Linked DNA regions of Mus musculus: regions 2, 3 and 4 are each linked to region 1. The links are chromatin contacts, called in public HiChIP or PLAC-seq, Micro-C and promoter capture Hi-C maps. All regions are on one chromosome and are shown on one strand. The core of a region is the stretch at or near the end of the contact, and the rest is flanking DNA. Distances in the headings are between cores, read along the strand shown. Region 1 holds the start of Gli2 (GLI-Kruppel family member GLI2). Region 2 holds the start of Tfcp2l1 (transcription factor CP2-like 1). Region 3 overlaps Clasp1 (CLIP associating protein 1). Region 4 overlaps Tfcp2l1 (transcription factor CP2-like 1).

The links. Promoter capture Hi-C pulls out the DNA fragments that hold promoters and counts their contacts. Hi-C and Micro-C count contacts between places; a contact is called where the count stands out from the background. HiChIP or PLAC-seq counts read pairs in DNA pulled down with a chosen protein or histone mark.
Region 2: a contact with region 1 is called in an H3K4me3 HiChIP or PLAC-seq map of embryonic stem cells, with 8 times the contacts expected there. The contact joins the promoter of Tfcp2l1 here to the promoter of Gli2 in region 1. A contact is called at or near these places in 8 of 39 promoter capture datasets (the 3T3-L1 cell line, cranial neural crest, embryonic stem cells and 4 more), 4 of 484 Hi-C or Micro-C datasets (all in embryonic stem cells), 11 of 115 datasets of contacts at active chromatin or transcription factors (astrocytes, embryonic forebrain, embryonic midbrain and 1 more) and 2 of 9 other capture datasets (embryonic stem cells and liver).
Region 3: a promoter capture Hi-C map of hippocampal neurons shows a contact between it and region 1, with 2.6 times the contacts expected there. The contact joins the enhancer-like site here to the promoter of Gli2 in region 1. A contact is called at or near these places in 4 of 39 promoter capture datasets (hippocampal neurons, liver, stem cell-derived epiblast-like cells and 1 more) and 4 of 115 datasets of contacts at active chromatin or transcription factors (craniofacial prominence, embryonic forebrain, embryonic stem cells and 1 more).
Region 4: a Micro-C map of embryonic stem cells shows a contact between it and region 1, with 2.1 times the contacts expected there. The contact joins the enhancer-like site here to the promoter of Gli2 in region 1. A contact is called at or near these places in 7 of 39 promoter capture datasets (the 3T3-L1 cell line, cranial neural crest, hippocampal neurons and 3 more), 3 of 484 Hi-C or Micro-C datasets (all in embryonic stem cells) and 7 of 115 datasets of contacts at active chromatin or transcription factors (astrocytes, embryonic forebrain, embryonic stem cells and 1 more).

What each region holds. Positions count from the first base shown.
Region 1 is chr1:119,052,233-119,055,107 of GRCm38.p6, reverse strand. It overlaps Gli2 (GLI-Kruppel family member GLI2), which reads left to right and starts at 1,489. Exons shown (of 14, transcript NM_001081125.1): 1 at 1,489-1,806.
Region 2 is chr1:118,626,164-118,629,201 of GRCm38.p6, reverse strand. Tfcp2l1 (transcription factor CP2-like 1) reads right to left here and starts at 1,257. Exons shown (of 15, transcript NM_023755.2): 1 at 1,100-1,257. The coding sequence starts at 1,161.
Region 3 is chr1:118,588,317-118,591,134 of GRCm38.p6, reverse strand. It overlaps Clasp1 (CLIP associating protein 1), which reads right to left. Exons shown (of 43, transcript NM_001359328.1): 40 at 586-714. Among named protein-coding and RNA genes, the nearest start is that of Tfcp2l1, 38 kb to the left of the region's middle. Within about 2 kb of position 1,549, at least 22 of the 459 cell types and tissues checked have an H3K27ac peak or open chromatin away from gene starts, as enhancers often do. A contact at or near this core is called in embryonic stem cells, hippocampal neurons and liver, where this site is marked.
Region 4 is chr1:118,646,919-118,650,029 of GRCm38.p6, reverse strand. The region is part of intron 2 of Tfcp2l1 (transcription factor CP2-like 1); the gene reads right to left. Among named protein-coding and RNA genes, the nearest start is that of Tfcp2l1, 21 kb to the right of the region's middle. Within about 2 kb of position 1,834, at least 44 of the 459 cell types and tissues checked have an H3K27ac peak or open chromatin away from gene starts, as enhancers often do. A contact at or near this core is called in embryonic stem cells and stem cell-derived epiblast-like cells, where this site is marked.

The sequences.
Region 1 (2,875 bases), core at 240-2,739:
CCCACGGTGTAAACTGTGCCGTCCACCAACAGTGATCCAATCAGTGAGTAACATGGGCTGAGAAGGAGCTTTCTCTAAGGCAGGGTGGAATTGGTCTGGAGGCTTGGTTCTCTTGCTTTGAGAAGGAGGGGCTCGAAAGAGATGTGACCAACATTCTCAACAGGACACCTCTATTTAAATGGACCGACCTTAGATTATTGTGGGCAAGTTTCTAAGCGTCCTCAGGCATCAGTCACTCCACCTTTAAAAGGAGGATACCCTATGGCAGGCTAAGCAATACAAAGGAACTAGACCTCAGGAAGAAATATAAAGAAGTCCCGCGGGCAGCTTTCTAAGAGCAGAGCCCAGGAGAGGAAGCTGAGTCCCATGGCTTGGGAGGGCACGGCCATTTGCTGCCTGCTTGCTTCTTGGAGTGGACAGTTCTGGACTGTATGGAAAGCCGGGGCTACTTAAGCAAATGCTTTCATGAACAGCCTCATCTACACTTTGGCCTGCAACTTCGGTGAGCCTAATTCTTCCTTCTCCCTCTGATTACTTCCATCTGGCTGCAGCAGCTTCAATGGAGTCTCCGGGATTAAAAAAAAAAGAGAAAAAAAAGAAAAAGAAAAAGAAAAAGAAAGAAAGAAAGAAAGAAAGAAAGAAAGAAAGAAAGAAAGAAAGAAAGAAAGACCCCTCTCACTGCAAAACATAAGCAGCAAGCCTAAGGTTGGCGTCACTTGTCGCCGGCGTGCTCTCAGATGGCGGCGTGAGCGAGCCATGGCGAGGGGCGCCTGGGACCCCGGGCACCTGCACTAGCTGCCCGGGCGACGAGGGCCTGCGTGAATCCAGTCTTGCTTCCCAACCCACGTGTCTTCCTTCTGCTACGGCGCACAGAGGATCCGGGAGTTTTGGGAACAACCAGCGGAGGGCTGAGGGGGTTGGGAAGAAAGGGGGAGTTCAGATATTGAAACCAGCAGTCGCAGCGCCCGAGCTCCGGAGCTCATCTGACTTGAGTTAGCAACCCCCCAACCCGGCGCCTTAGAAAAAGTGTTTGAGACTGGCGTGTGCTCCTGTAGCTGGAACTTTCTGGTAGGGGTGCTTTATTTCCTCCGAACTGGGTTGGAAGAATCTGCGATAGTCCCAGCTCTTCTCCTCCAGAGTGGCGTCTGGGTCGTCACCCCCCACCCCCACTCCCTAACTCCTGGGTTCTCTGGTCCCCCGCTGGAACTTTCCGAAGGGGTGCTTTCCTTGCTGGAGCTGAGGTGGGGGAGAGTCTGTGTTCGCCCGCTGGCAATCCCCCTCCAGGGTGGTGTCCCCCCACCCCCAGCCTCAGAGGCAGGGTGCACGCGGCGGGGCGGGCAAGCTAAGGACGCGACGATCAGGGTTTGCCCAAGCTCAGCGCGCGGGGGCGCTGCGCCATCCCAGAGACGCTGATGGATTGCATGAGTGCCGGCGTTCGCCAGCCGAGGCAGCACGGCTCCGCGGACTTTTTTTCAAACTCCTCTCATCAATGAGACTTCGAGGAGGAGCGGGAGGCGGCGGCGGCGGCTACAGAGGACGCGGAGGAAGGCGAGGAGGAGCCAGAGGAAGGAGCACGGGTCGTGCGTAGCATCGCAGCCGCCCGGAGCTGCTGGCCTGGTGTCCTTAGGGACTGCCCGAGTCCCCCGCCCGCCTTGGTCCCCTCCTCTGCCTGGCCAGCCCCGCCCCGGCAGCCGGAGCCCCCGCACTCGGCAGCCCCACTCCAGCCAAGTTGGGATGGGGCCCTGCAACCACTGCCCGGCGCCCGAGAGGCCACCTGCATGCTAGAGGCAAACTTTTGTCTCCTCGGTAAAGTTGCATTGGCCTTCCCACCCTTCCTTTTTTCTTTTCTTTCTTTCTTTCTTTTTTTTTTTTTCCTCCCCTTACTCTTGGTGGCGAAGCACTTCCTAGCCTGGCCAGCTTCGGCTGAGATGCTGTGGCGGTCTTGGAGTGTCTCTCATCCGTTTACCGGAATCGAGATCGTGACACTGATTTTAGGGGGGCCGGCTAAAGAAGGCAACCCTGATTAGTGCCCTGGTCCAGCAGCGGCAGGGCTTAAGGAGGATCTTGGGGATCAGAACTCGTGGCCGGGGTCGATTTTATTACCACAGCCCTCCACTTGAGGGGAAGTGCTTCTTGTTCTTGGGTTGCTCGGGTAGGCCGGTCTTTGACCGGTGGTACCGCTTGGAGCCTGGAACTGTTTGGGGGCGACGTGGGGGCTGGGGTGCGCCGAAGCTCCCTTAGATGGGCAGCTGGGAGCGCGCCTGTGGGACTGTGCGGTGTGCTGCAACCGCCGCCGGCCACTTGGAAACTTGCAACTCTACTTCTCCGCGCTGCGAGTCCGCGTCCAGGAGCCAGTCTTTTCTTTCTTCCTTCTTTCCCTCTCGTTGAACCCTGTTGCCCCTTCCCTCCGCCGCCAGTCTCTGGACCTCGGTTCTGGCTTCCTTACCTTTCTCTCTTATCCTAGGTCTCCAGATCCCCTTGACTTCCAGAATGGATCCACGCGTAATCCTTCGCCGAGGGATCGGTTCCCCCTACTCCTCGCTTTCATCCTAGCCCCCACTTAACACCCCCCAAGCAATCTCTCAACAAGTATATTTGCTGAGGAATTTGAAAAATCCACTACTGCAACTTGATCTGTGTGTGATGGATGAGGAGCGGCGCGGACAGAGTTGGGCGCCAATCCTATTAAGGGTTTAGAGAGAGGGGAGCGTTTTTTTTCCTCCGGGATTGGGGGTGGGGGGAGGGACCGTGTGCTTGAGTGAGTTCGAGAGGGCTCCCGCCGCGCCGGGAGCTGGAAGTCCACCCAACTGGGCTCCTTTTCAGCCCGGCAGCAATTGCTCTCATTTCCTAGGAAACCTGACTTTTAGAGCTTGAG
Region 2 (3,038 bases), core at 8-2,507, 430 kb after region 1:
ACTCACAACAATCCAAAAGAAACCACAGGTAACCCTATAGAGTGTAATACAGTTAGCATATATTTATTCTATAGCAATTTTAACTGTGGGCTCAACACCACCACCGGGATCTGCAGTCTCATGTCCCTAGTTTGATTACCATTTTCAATGGTTTGGAGTTATTTTTTAAAAGAAAAAAAAAAAAAAACTGAAGATACACCAGTGAAACCTGGCCAACCCTCGGCTTTCTAAGAAGGGGCATGTCTTCCTAGAGGAGTTCTGAACATACATGAATCAGAAGCCAGGAAGTACAAATAACAAAGAAATCCAAAAGAGGAGACTTGGGGGGGGGGTCCAAAGAAGCACTTAAGGGTCTGTAGTTAGGGCTGACAGCCCCTGGGATGTCTTCTTGAGCCCACATCAAACACACTTTGGGTTAAGTACGGCACATATAATAAACTGTGACTAGGATGGAAATAAAGACAGGTTGAAGCTGGTTCTGGCGAGTTCAGAAAAAGAAATGCCTGCCTATTAGCCCTGCAGCCAGCTGCACCATAGCGAGGGGGATAAAAAAATCAAAGAATCCCGGAGTCACCAAAGCAATTTGGGGAGGTGAGGAAGTTCTATTTCCTAAAAGAGGGAGTTCAGAGAACTTTGCAAAATCCCGCGGGACCCTCTTCCCTTAAAGTGCGCTAGCGAAATCCCCACAGAAGAGGAGATTTCTAGGGGCCATACCAAGTTGACCCCGAGCAAGGGCAGCCACCCCCTGAAGCCCGAGCCCTCAGGGCTGCAGCGCAGACCTGCTCCCGCTATCCACCTGTGGGCCCAAGGGCCGAGAAGAGCAAAGAGCGGGCGGGGCCTGGCTTCCCGGGACACTCCAGCTCCTGATAGATGAGGCAAGTTTATTTCTCCTATTGGAGTGGGGAAGGGAGAGGAAAGGCGACGAAACCCGGCTGGGGACACAGCGAGTGGCAAGGAAACCTCGAAGAAGCAGCCCGCGGGCATCAGTGCGCCTCTTCCCCGACCATTCCCTAGGGGCCTCCCGGAGGGCCCTTCTCTGGAGGCCTGAGGTTAGTCAGCGCTCGGACCCCGATCGTAGGCAGGTGTTGCCACGTCTTACCGCAAGTAGCTGCCAGAGTTGTGCTGGTTGTAGTGTTCGGGCTGCGTGTGCCAGAACAGCATGGCTGAGGCTTCCGCAGCACCGGCCGGGGCGTGGCACCGAGCTGGACGCGGCAACCCTGGCCGCCGTCCACCTTTAAGCAGCACCCACTCGAACCTGAGTGGGCTGCGGCCGGCGCCTTTTATAGGCCGTCAGGTGGGCGTGGCATTAGGGGCGTGGTTATTGCAGGGCCGTCCCTACGGCTAGCACGGCCGGAGGGAGGCGCTGAGCCGCACCTGCCGGAGCTGTGCCTTTCTGGGAGCTGGCACTTGCTTAGCTACTGACCCTGGGGACACAGCCACTCTCGCTGTGGCCTACTGGCCTCTGAGCTTCCACGCTGAGCCCAAGGCAGTTGCTCAGGGCGAGATTGTGGCCAGGAGCACCTAAGCACTCCCCTTAACGTTTTTGTTTTTCCTCGCTCTGAACACTGACCTTATACCCTTTTTTCTCTGTTGCTTTTACTTGTCTTTAACTCCATGACTAGCTCACTGAGCATATCATACATGAAGTCACCTAGCATACACAAAGCTCTAAGCCCAGGTGTGGTACAACAGGTCTCTAATCCCTGCACTGGTAGAGGCAGGAAGATCCAAAATTCAAGGTCATCTTCTGCTGCACAGTATATAAAATAAAATAATAAAAATAAACTTAAAAGAGATGCCTGGGCCTCTTACTCAGAGCCCAGAATCAGTCCTTAGTCTGAGTCCAGATGAGCCTAGGAAGCATCAGAAAAGAAAGTTTCAGACAGGTTTGTGACAGTCCTTCTTTGACAAACTGGGCTCGTGTGACATGCAGAAGAGTTTAGGAGATGGGATGAAGTGTCCAGGTGTCAGAAACACGGGAGGCAACGGGAGGTAAGATTCTCTTTCCACTTCCTTTAATAGGGTTGTTTTTAAGTCTCTGTGTGTGGGTGGGTGGGTGGGTGGGTGTGTGTGGGAAGGACACTGTGCCTTAGTGTGTGTGCAGTGTAAACAGCTTGCAGGAGTCATTTCTTTTTCTTCTACAATGGGAGTCTGGCTATGCAACTCAGCAAGGACCTGTGCTGTGCTGCTGTGCCTGCCACCTTTCTGCTCCTTTAAGATTTTGGATGTTCTTTATAATTGGCTTTTGGAAAGTCGAGTCTGCCTGAATGTGAACAGTAGTAGGCCATGGGTAGATGGGCAAGCAGAAAGGTACACAGTTCCTAGAGGTGAACCCACAGGGTGATGTCTCAGGACCTCATTAGGCATACGTTCTGCTTAATTGAATGAGTCTATAAAGACTTCCTGGGCCTGCAAGCATAGGCACACAAGTCCCCCTTCCTTTGCTGGCTCTGCACTGTCTCCAGCCACAGGTTGCTGCTCTGTGAGAAACCCTTGGGATACTCCCTGTCTGCCTCTCCAGGGACCACCTCTGCTGCTCTTGATGCTCCTAGAGGTCACATGTGTCAGGGGTTGGGCAACATTCCTGTAGCTATCACACCCAACTCTGTGGATGTGTGACAATGCAAAGGCCATTTTAGTCCTAGAGCTCTCATGGGAGAAACTGGAAAGTGATCACCTCTTCCCTTCCCAGCTCTCCCAGATACCGATACTAAAGAATTCTGTAACCAACATCCTGAGCACTAAGTTCTCCATCAGGGACCAGAACGGGGACATGCTTTCAAAAGGAGAGCACCCTAGGATAATGTCAAGAAGCCAGCCCTTCCAGAGGCTCCTATCATTCTAGCCAGGCAAGTGGACAAGCAGAAGATGACAGAGGGAAGTGTTACTATTATGGGAACCATGTGTGTGTGGTGGTGAGACCAAGACTGCCTTTGAAACTCTCCAGGTGTGGGTGGCAGTGAAGCTAAAGCCTAGCAGAGGTGAATGTGGGAATGCCCTCAGACACACATCAAGTGCTAAGGCTTGCAGAAAGGGAA
Region 3 (2,818 bases), core at 300-2,799, 460 kb after region 1:
CTTCCCTCTCTCTCTCTCTTTCTCTCTCTTTCTCTCTCTCTCTCTCTCTCTCTCCTCCCTCCCTCCCTCTCTCCCCCTCCCTCCCTCCCTTTGAGATAGGGTCTCATTTGCTCGGTTTGCTCAGTAGGCTAGCAATCCTATGGATATGCTTGTTTCTTCCTATCTAGTACAGTTGTCACTGGCTTTTTAATGTGGGTTCTGGAAATCAATTAGGTCTTCATGCTTTCATAGCAGGGACTTCACTAAGTAAGTAAACCATGTCTCCAACCCTGGAGTCACGTTTTGAGGACAGCTCCTTACATTCTGTACACCCCTAACCTCTCCAGAGTAGGGAGCCACAGAGGTTCAACATGTCAGCAAGCTACTGGCCAGTGACTGCAGAGGTGCTGGGACCTGGGAACCGCAGGTGGATTTTGTGAGCATTTTAGGTGTGTGGTTTCTCAGCTCTAATGTCAGCAGTAGGAATTTTACTCAAACAACCCAGACCAAGTTAAAAGGAAAAGACTCATAAGCATGAAATTTCATTTTGGGTCCTGCATTCTTCCACCCAGTTCTGTTGGCACTTGGCCACCAGGGCTAGCTCACCTCCTTGTGGGAGTCTTTGTGGGCTTCCAGAGTCTTCATGATCGTCAGTTCTGCATAGTTTTTGAATCTTGCTGGCTGGTTTCTCAGAATTTCCCGTAAAACTCTCAGTGCCAGAGCTCGAATGGAATGCTAGGTGTGAGAGGAAAAGAAATGTCACTTAATAGTGGCCCACAGCATGCAAGAGCCCCTCTACATGGACCACAAGTCTACTCAACATGGGCTTGCTGGACAGTCAACTCCAAGAGAGCAGGCACTGATGCATGGTGACATCTTCAGGACCCAGCATCTGGAGAGGCTGGCATGGGTTTCTCTAGAATGAGCCCCATACAGCAGATCAAGTGAAGATGGAACATCTAGTTCATGGTCAGTCCCTGTCCTTTCTAGACTTCCTGAAGCTTGGGTTCCTGAGTCATTCTTATGTAAAACAAGCACAGGGATGAGCCCAAAGCACCTGATCCTTTCATGGACAGGTCTGCCAAGCTGTGAGCTCTCTGAGGTCAGCTGGAGAACCGTGTTTGTTCCTGACCTTCTGGGTGATGAGGTCACCCATACAACAGGCTTCAAGCTCTTCAGTCATGTGTCTGGAGGAAAGCCATTTCAAACAGACGCCTAATCTCAAGAAGAGAGCAGAGTTTACTGCAAACAGAGCCAAGAAGCACATCCTGATTCCTTGTCACTCAACTGTGCACTGTGCAAACTCACACATAAAGCACCTGCCCTCCGCATGACATCATCCCATCGCCCCCCGGAGCCCAGCCAAGTGTAACTGCCTCCACAGACAGTACTTTGAAGAACAGATGGTGTGGGCCCTTTGTTACCATTCACTATCTTTACTTATCCCTAAGCCCCATCTTTAATCCCAAGAGTGAGAAAGCAATTCCGGGGCAGGCAGCATTCACTGCTGCCTGCGTCCCCGCTTCCTGCTGCCATCAGTCGCCACCACTGTGACCCTGGGTCTGGCCTATGACCTCTCACTGTGCTAGCTTCTCGGAACACCTCCCAGCCCTGTGCTCTAGCTGTTTCTGCTGGGCCATGCAAAACCAATGTGGAAAGTGGACCCTACTTATGATGCTTCATCCCAGTTGTTCCTTTGATTCTGTGTTGGTGGCCTGCTTCACATAGGCCACCCACAGTAGACCTTCCTCATCTGTACCCACTTCCACCAATATGAGCTACGGAGAATCAGGAATAGTCACGGCCCAGGCATGCTTCAAAGCCTTCTTTGACTTTCAAATATCCCAGAATGAAGGCTTGGTTTTACAACTATTAATACAGTTTTGGAACCTGTCATTTGCCCTGCTAACATTAACTCTAACACAGGCTCAGGGTGAACCAAATAAAATTTCCTGAAAGGCAGCACACAATAAGGCCTTTAAAAAATGTACCCTCTGGGGCCTAGCAAACACAGAAGTGGATGCTCACAGTCAGCTATTGGATGGATCACAGGGTTCCCAATGGAGGAGCTAGAGAAAGTACCCAAGGAGCTAACGGGATCTGCAACCCTATAGGTGGAACAACATTATGAACTAACCAGTACCCCTGAGCTCTTGACTCTAGCTGCATATGTATCAAAAGATGGCCTAGTTGGCCATCACTGGAAAGGGAGGCCCATTGGACTTGCAAACTTTATATGCCCCAGTACAGGGGAACGCCAGGGCCAGAAAAATGGGAATGGGTGGGTAGGGAAGTGGGGGGAAGGGTATGGGGGACTTTTGGGATAGCATTGGAAATGTAATTGAGGAAAATACGTAATAAAAAAAAAGTACCCTCTGGGCAGGCAAGAAGGTTTAGTGGGAAAGGCGCTTGCCACTGAATTCAATGACCTGAATTTAATCCCCAAAACTCACAGGCAAAAAGTGACTCTTGCAAATTGTCCTCTGATCTCTGTGTGTATGTGTCCACACATGCGCATGCATGCGCGCACACACACACAATTGAATAAATTAGTTTAAAAATTTAAAAATAAACATCTGCCTTCCGCTCGACTCGAGACTCGAGCCCCGGGCTACCTTGCCAGCAGAGTCTTGCCCAACACCCGCAAGGGTCCACACGGGACTCCCCACGGGACCCTAAGACCTCTGGTGAGTGGATCACAGTGCCTGCCCCAATCCAATCGCGCGGAACTTGAGACTGCGGTACATAGGGAAGCAGGCTACCCGGGCCTGATCTGGGGCACAAGTCCCTTCCGCTCGACTCGAGACTCGAGCCCCGGGCTACCTTGCCAGCAGAGTCT
Region 4 (3,111 bases), core at 585-3,084, 410 kb after region 1:
GTTCTACAAGCTGACCTCCACTCAGGCCAAGCAGAGGCAGCTCTTGCCAGATAAAGAATTGTTTCTAAGTCTGCCCCAAGAGACAGCACTGGCATCTCACACTTAACGCCTGGGTTGTGGGCCAGGATCACATGGTGAGCTTCTTCATCTGAATGGGAATCTAATCTATGGAACCTTCCTCTCAAACATACATGCCTAGGACGATCTCCAGCCACCCGGCCTCTCCCATGTCATCCTGTTCCTCTAGATCAGCTGCCCTGCCCATGTGTGCCTCAAGGCTTACACATACTAGGTCCAGACTGACCTCCCTAACCCTCACAGAATCTGCAAATTTCTGAGATTAAATGAGTTTGTTATCATGCCTGGTTTTCCACCATACTTTTTGAGATAAGAGTTCACCAGTCCAGCTAGACTGATAAGCCAGCAAACCCCAGGGACCTAGCAGTCTTTACCTTCTCTGTACTGGGAATACCAGAGCCAGTTCTTTTTTCTTTTAGATTTAATTTAAAATTTTCAAATCTATGGGTGCATGTGTGCATGCCTGCAGAGGCCAATAGAGGGTGTTAGGGCCACTGGAACTGGAGCTATAGGCTGTTGTGTGGCTCTTTTATGGGTGCTGGGTCCTCTGAAAGAGTATCAGTCAGCAAAAGAGGGACAGGATGAAGCAGAATTAATAATTCCTTAGTAGACTAGGAGATGGGAAGGCTAGGTCCACCCTGACAATGGACAGGGCATCTGAAACAGGCTGGCACATGCAGGTGGCATGGGAGAGAACTCTGAAGAATAGATAGAGTGTCTGTGGTCAAGGGAAGGAAGGAGTGACCATGACAGAAACTCCAAGCAAAGTGCAGCAAGGCCCGGGGATTTCCTCTGGAGAGCATTAACGAGCAGCTTCACTCATGGGAACACAGTGGTGCTGGAGACTACTGGGATATTGATTTGACAAGCAAGGTCTCTCAACTAGCCAACAGCAGAACTAGAAACCAGGAGCCCCACTGGATTAAGGTGGAGACTCACAGAGGTTCGTTCCCCAGACAAACTCAAACACACAAAGGGTGAAAGGGCCAGGCTGTTATGTGTGATTCTTTTTCACCTTTTCTATCTGGAAGGCTTGTACTTAAGGCTATCACAAGAATCTTACAACATGTCTGTATTAAGATCTTTTCAACTAAGCAATTATTTGATAATGGAGAGGAGAAAATCATTACTGGAAATGAGAATTTTTATTTCAGAGCTATGAAACAAAAGTGGGGTTGCTTTGTTTCTGACACAGGGTCCTCACCTGATAATGACCTGGAGAATGAATGATCCTCCTGCTCCAGCTCCAGGGCATTTGATTACAGGTCACAGACACCACCGCCCTCAGTTTAAGGGGTTATGGGATACTGAGGGCAAACCCCAGGCTTTGTTCAGGGTAGGTGAACACTCTACCAACCAACTTGGTAGCCACTCGAGGTCTCAGCCAATCAAGTCACTTTTTAAACCTGAACCAATACTTTAAAGCATGCATTACATCTTCACACCGTAAATCATAATCATATACCATAAAAAGACAGTGGGGAACCATTGTCTTTGTGGGGTCTCCCACCCAGGTTTGTCTCTTGCAACTCTGACACTCTAAGACTTGGAGGGGTGACTGCCTAGCAAGGAATCTGGTGCAGTCTGGGAGGTCCGAGGATCCCAGCCTGGCAGAAGGAAGTAGATAAGCAAAGGGCAGTCAGGTGACACCAGAAAACAGCCTCAAGGAAATTCCCTGGGAAGACTTGCCCGCCCAGCCCTCTACTTCAGATTGTTAAAGGCCTGCCAAAGGAAAGCCAGGAAAGAGCCCCAGGTCACTTTGTGATGTAAACTAGCCCTTGGCTGGTGACTCCCAGCCCAGCCCAGGGAGCCAAGGTGACCTGGGAGTGGCTAGAACAGAGTCAGGACTCACACCACTCTCTCAAACAAGGGTGGCTGAGCCCTGCTGACCCCTTCCTTCTTCAATCCCAGGGCTCTAAGTACTGTCCCGCCAAGGAGGCGTGGGGACTCTCTGGAAGAATTTAAGTTCAGCCTGACTCCATACCTCCATCCATGGGATGACTGGAAACATGCCTGCCCAAAGGGGCCTAAACCACCAGAAGGAGAAAACAAATGTCTAGGTTCTATTGGCTTTGCCTGCTATCTTACAGTGGCAGAAGGGGTAGTGAAACACACACACACACCTCATTTTTCTTCTTTTCCTTAAAGTAACCCACACTATTGGTTGTGGCAGTATCAAAGTTCCTGTGAAGGCTCAGGTAGAAACTACAATCAGTAACAAGTCCCAGTGGCAAGGACCCTGCCATTAGAATATGGAAGCATCTCAGTACCACGCAAGCAGGAAAGAGCACAGCTGAGTTTCAACAAAACATTTTACTGGTTCCTGGTGGCAGTCAGAGGGTAACCTGTGGGACAGGGTTCTCTCCCTATACCATGTATGTTCTGGGATTGAACTCAGGCATGATGAAAAGCATGTAAGGGGAGGTTCTGTTGCTAGGGTCTAGCTCTCCAATTGATTCTTGACTTGTCAATAAAGAAGAGGGTGGGCAATTGCTGGACAGAAGGTACAGTTGGAACTTCCAGGTCCCCAGAGAAAAAGGAAAGGCAGGGAAAGGGGTGGTGGGCTTTTCTGACATGCTTTGACTGAGAAGAAAGCAGTAGTCATGTAAGGTCTCAGGGCAGCTTGGGCGTGTGGCCTCCGCTATGGGCAGGAGCCAAGGAATTTTCAGGCAGGAGGTATCTGTGCCCAGCACTTGTGCCTTTAGAGGCATATTCTAAAGGTAACAGAGCTGTGTGTGTGTGTGTGTGTGTGTGTGTGTGTGTGTGTGTGTGTGTGTGTGTGTGTGTGTGTTTTATCCACGGATGCAAGGGTCTCAGGAGTGGGCCGGTAACACAACTCCTCCAGTGGGAAAGAGAAACCAGGTCAGTGTTAGCAGCTGGATCCCAGAGCTAAGCCAGGAGAAACAAGAAGGAGCCAAGAGGGGCTGGTAGCAGGGTCGCAGCTCTGGGGCAAAGGCTGTAGTGTGTTTTTAAAACTGCACAACACAAGCGCCTATATCTTTTGAACTACCCTGCTGGCCCAAAATATGAATT